2 separate regions of the Zea mays genome follow, and region 2 is linked to region 1. The links are chromatin contacts, called in public Hi-C maps. All regions are on one chromosome and are shown on one strand. Each heading gives the region's core, a stretch centred on a gene start, on an enhancer-like site or on the middle of the called end of the contact. The rest is flanking DNA. Distances are from core to core; before and after follow the strand shown.

What was found. Hi-C and Micro-C count contacts between places; a contact is called where the count stands out from the background.
Region 2: a contact with region 1 is called in a Hi-C map of endosperm, with 3 times the contacts expected there. The contact joins the promoter of LOC103626417 here to the promoter of LOC100384040 in region 1. A contact is called at or near these places in 2 of 25 Hi-C or Micro-C datasets (endosperm and leaf).

What each region holds. Positions count from the first base shown.
Region 1 is chr5:59,814,552-59,817,389 of Zm-B73-REFERENCE-NAM-5.0, reverse strand. LOC100384040 (3-phosphoinositide-dependent protein kinase-1) reads right to left here and starts at 1,353. Exons shown (of 7, transcript NM_001176648.1): 1 at 1,229-1,353; 2 at 993-1,075; 3 at 425-589; 4 at 115-192; 5 at 1-21. The coding sequence starts at 1,048.
Region 2 is chr5:59,946,247-59,949,084 of Zm-B73-REFERENCE-NAM-5.0, reverse strand. It overlaps LOC103626417 (protein PHOSPHATE STARVATION RESPONSE 3), which reads right to left and starts at 1,355. Exons shown (of 7, transcript XM_035959046.1): 1 at 966-1,355.

The sequences.
Region 1 (2,838 bases), core at 104-2,603:
TCTGCCATTTGAATGGTAGCTCTATGAGGAGAAATATAGCAGTCATTGATACAGAAAATTGATGGATACATTTCAGGTAGTACTAAGTATATGGGACTTATGAGTAGCAATTACCCTGTAAGGAAAACTCTAGCAGGCACTGATGGCACTGAACCAAACATCATCTTAAGCTGAGCAAACATCTCAGAGGCCCTGGAATATTTAGCGTAGTGTGTTATGATAAAGACTTAAACACGAGCTCTGCGTATGTTCAGCACAGAGCTACATCATCAGTACGCAGGGATCCGATGCTTTCCATTTGGCAAATCTAGGCACTAATTTCGTCACCAGCAGTTTGTCTCGTTACAGCAGATAGCAATATACCAAATCTGGTTCCGGCAGGATGTATAGGTACAAAAAAAAACAGAAATCGAGAAGGATTTACCTCCTGAGTTCTTTTAGTGCCTGCACAAGCACCATCCCAGCCGATTCAAGCATCTCCAGGAGCTCATCCTGGTCGCTAGCGCTCTCCAAAGAAGCCATGTGTATTTCATCGGCGACGGATAAAGCAGTCAACACCGCCTGGTCAAATGATCCACTGACTAGATAGCTGAAACATGAGGATGGCAACAGGGTAAGGAAACAGCTGACCGCACTTCTTACTTTTCAGATAAAATATGGCCTTGCATATTCAGGTATGCAACGGAAAGCACTGTAAACAATGGCAGGCACTCCGCAACTCCATCGCTCATCAGCAGGCAGGAAAAGTAGGCTATAAAAAATTCGGCAATCATGACAGTCATATCAAATGATGAGAATATGCTTCTGTGGCTTCCACTCCTCTTGCAGTTCCAAACCGGATAAAGCAAGATGATCGGAACAGATTTGTACTCAGGACAACGTAGTTCGATTGCACAACCAGTGCTCGTCAACTAGTAATAGCCAATAAGCAAGGGCAGGGAACAAGCTACCCTAAGTAAAGGACGGGGAAGAAGGGAAGCGGAGAATCTTACTACTCGGCATCGTCGATACGCTTCCAGAGAGGCGATTCCTGGGCAGAGGTCCCCATGGTTCGAGGAGCAGGGCACGGACGGATCTAGTAGAAGGACATGGGTGTACACATGGACACCCAATAATTTTCGCAAATAGTTAGAAAGTTACTAGGCATCGAACAGCCAAATAGCTTGAGGTGGGTGGGGAACTCGGCGTCGCACAGCAGCAGGGAAGAGAAGGGGGTGGGAGGGAATACCTGCTGTCTGGGATCTCTTTGATCGGCGAAGGCCTCGGCACCTGGTGTAGGATGGCGGGCGTGTCTCGATCTGGGCCGAGAAACTGTCGGCGGCGCGAGCCAGGCGGCGGCGGACGAGAGGGATGCGAGGAGGACGGGAACGAGGTCACTGCTGAGCGGTGGGAAAATTCGCTGATGAATGTCATCTTAGGCCCTGTTCGTTTTTATCAAATCCATGGGATTGAGAGGGATTGAATCCCCTACAAGTCAAAATCCCCCTCAATCCACTCCAATCCCCCTCGATCCCCATGGATTAGGGATGAAACGAACAAAGCCTTAGGGTGTTTGGAATTTTGGAATTGAAGTTTTTTCACAGTTTTGGAAGTTATATACAGAATAGTGTTTGACAAGCTGACTAAAATCTCTGTTTTCAAAACTGAAGTATTGCAAATACTATAGTTGTTTTAAGATATTTTAAACTTAAATCTGGACCTCAGTTTTCAAAATTGTGATATTGTAAACTACGGTATTGTCATGACTAAAGTATACTGTAGTATTTAAAAAACTGTGGTTTTTAAAAATTTTATTCCCAAACAAGACCTTAACTTGACCATGTAAAAAAGATCAATCGCTAACAAAACATAGAAAATATCCCTGCTAATACTCTCAGTTTTTTTATTTAACACCAGTAGTACAAACTAAAAGTATTCAAAATACTTATCGCTAGTAGTATAAAGTAAAACATCTTTCCTTTTTTACCCTCTTATACTCCCCGCTCAGATTTGAGAATTACTCCAGATGAGCACGTTTGTGCAGCCAACACCTGCTAGAATTAGGGATAATTTAGTCTGGCTTCGGTTATATTAATTTGTGCTAACTGATCGGAAACGTTAAATAAAAGAAAACGGATGGAGTACAATTCTTCCTGAATTGTAACACCTTGTCTAATGGGTCATGTTTCTTTTTGTTTTTAATCTAAAATTAAATTAAGGAATGACTAGATGATCATTTAACACTGTATAATTTAATACTACCTCTATTGTTAAATATTTATCGTCCGCTAGTTTATTTTTAAACTAAACGACGACAAATAAAAAAATGAAGAGAGTAGTGAATGTCGTGCCCCTGCACATGATATATCAAATTCAATTATGAAATCTTAATTTGGATTTAAGTATTGTGTCTATGTAAGTGTAATTTGAGCAGGAAATGATTAATAAGTGGAAGCATGTATGCATGAGATTTGACTGTGTAATGCTAATGAAATGTAATATGTAGGATTGTAAAAGTGAACATAAATAAGCTTATAGTAAAACACAATAACCAGTTATTAGAGCACTCAAGAGACTCTCTGTATTTTTCTTAATCTATATAAATAGAGTTTTTTAATTTAAAAAACACCCCACAACAACTTATCTAAATAGTTATTCAAATATAGCCATCTCTTATTTGGATTTTCTCGCTAGCCAAATATAGAAAACGTGAATGACTCTTTAAAGTGTAAGCAATATATAGAAAGATTGTTGGAGATTGAAAATATATATAAAGTGATTTTTATTCAAATGACTCATTAAATGAAATTTAGCGAGTAAAATTTAGTAGACTCTTGAAGACGATCTTAGTTGGACATG
Region 2 (2,838 bases), core at 106-2,605, 130 kb before region 1:
AAAAATAATACATGAAGAAGCTTGGTTATGCCCATATATAAATATCCATGTTTCTGGAGCTTTTTGTTCAGGTAAGCGGTACTTCTGACCTCTGGTTGACTAACAGGTGGCCATTTGTAACAGTATTTAGATAAAACACCTAGGAAGCCAAAAAGGTCCACATGGCCAAGAAACTCACAGTAAAGATTGGATACGGTTGCTGGATGATAGAAGGGGGCAAAAAAAAGTAAAGGACGAAGAACTCTAAAAATCCAGAGAAAACTGTTGTTGCTGAAGGAGGAAACTTCCACAGACTGTTCATGAGCTGCAGTTAAATTCTCGCTTAATACTAAGCAAGCAAGCAACCACAACCAACCAAATGTGTTTATTTCTTCCGGCAAATGAAACGATGAAAGGGAAATAAAATAAGGGTGGTTTGCAAAAGGCTAGATTCGAGATTCCACAAAGCGTCCCGGAAAATCAACCCATTTTATGAGGTGAGTGCGTGCTGTGCTGTGCTGCGGTGCCCGTCAGCGTCAGTCAGTGAGGCATGCTGCTGTACACGCCCATAGCTCTGCTCAGGTGCCTGCCGTGCCGGTGCTACACTCACAGCTGCAGAAGACAAGTCGGGGAAACCTGGCATGCGGTTGGTGAACAGGCCTCGAGGAGACCTCAAGAAACCAACAGAAAATCAGCAACGTGCAGCACTCGCCAAAAACAGTTGACTGAAACATGCATGGGGGGGACGGGTTCCGAGCAGGAAAGATGGGATAAGTTAAAGACAAACCAAGGATGAGGCTTCTCTTCTCTGCCTGTCGAGGTTGACGTGCCCAGGAAACAAAGATCACTACCGCTAAATCTGGCGCGAGAAACCGTCTGAAGCCGAGGACCCCAAGAGATCGGCGGCGTGCAGTGCCAGTGCTGATAGGAGGAGGAGGAGGAGGAGGAGGAGGAGGAGGCGGAGGATCTTTGTAACCTCGTCTTACCTGGAACTCCACTCCGGCGATGAGACGGGTTGCGGGAGATTCAGAATCTGGAGGCTCCCCGAGTGACTTCTCTCACTCCACCCACCCGTCTCCAGTCTCTCCACTCTTATCCAAGACCAAATCTCTCTCCCTCTCTCTCTCGTCAGGGGCTATAGGTGCCGTGCCTAAATCCTACCTCTCTTCTTGCAGATCATTGGCTCGGTGCGGTGCCCCCTTTCTTGGTGCGCACCATCCATCCCTGGTCTGGTTGGTTGGTTGGCTGGCTGTTTTGCTTCCGGTCGTCGTCTTCTGCGTGGGGGGAGGGAGAGTTAATAATGGGCAGCCTCCCTCCCTCCCTCCCTCGCTGCATTTCCGGTTCCGTTTTCTGATTTGGTTATTTCTCGAGATCTGTCCGCATCTCCTCTCCTCTCTCTCCACCTCTCTCTCTCTCCACCAGCCGAATTTTTTATTTTGCTTTTTTTTACTATGTACTATAAACCCTGAGACTGAAGGCTGACGGCACAACCATTTACGGTAAATTCCCTACAAGCCCATTTTGGGTTTAGTGGCGGTACGCGTCAATGGTGTCAGCAGCCATACTTTGCCCTGTGTTTTTTCTTTTTACTGGGATCAGCATGTTGCCATCTTGAAACGATGTGTGCCTGCCAACTTGCTGTTGGAGTACTAACTAATTGTTCTGCGGCAAACCATGTGCGACGGTCCACAAATTTGGGTGGATTTGCCATAAACTAAGGGTCGTTTGGTGACCATAGGAGGGATCCATAAGGAAGAATTCCTTCACTATTTAGAGCTGGTTTGGCGAAAGGAAAAATTAGGGATCTGTGGAGAGGAATTTTTCAGCTACTTTTGGATCCCTCCAATTCTTTTTCCACCAAATCTGCTCTAAGGACAGATTTAGTGGACAGGAAAATAAAGGAGATATCTTTTCCATGGATTTCTTTTATTTCTCTGTCCTCCAAACGAGTTCTAAGGGCTAATTTGGCTACCAGTGATTACAGGAGAATTGGAGGATATTGAAAAGGAAATTAATTCATTTTCTTCTCAATTTTTTTTCCAATCCATATGATTCTGTTGTCACCAAATTAACCCTAGAGACTGGTTTGGTAGAAATAAATATATCATCTCAATTTCTGTGGTCACTAAACTAGCCCTATTATGATCCCCTCGCAGTACAGTAGCGGAGCGGACGCTAGCGGCCGTTCACGAATCCAGCCAGCGTGCGACTCCTCTATCTATTGGGCGCGAAGCTGGAGCCACCCATGAGGCAGGAATGGATAATTGGCGACATGATTAGCAGTGCAACAGGAACGATGGAAACGCGTGCATAAACAAACTATGGATCCATCTCCTTTCGACGTCAGAGCCTTTTACCGCGCGCCGCCGGGAGAACGGAATATGCGGCGGCATATCGCGAGAGAGCGGCGTATCACGTCGAGGTCACTTCTTGGCTACGGGCGGCTGCTGAGGCGAGGACCGCCGCTGCCAGACCACACTACACATCACTGGGCGTCTGGGGCCACCCGCTGCCCGGAACGACGGGTCGCTTTCCCCGCAAAAGGCAGTGATCGAGTAGCCAGGAGCCGCCGCGGACGCCAAACCAGACGCGATGCCTTGCAGCCGCACGCCCCCGGGCCCGGGGTCCCGGCGCCGAGCGCAGGCCGCAGGCCACAGGCCACAGGCCACAGAGCCAACTAGCCAAGCTCCTTGGCATCCGCCAAGCGTTGTCGCGGCGCGCCGCGTCACGGCCCGCACTGCGACTGCGACCACACCACTAGGCTAGGGGCTGCCTAGCTGGTAGTAGTAGAAGAAGCAGCCGGGGCCGCCGAAACGGAGAGCAGAGAGCGACCACCGAGCCACCAGCCGAGGCAGAGGA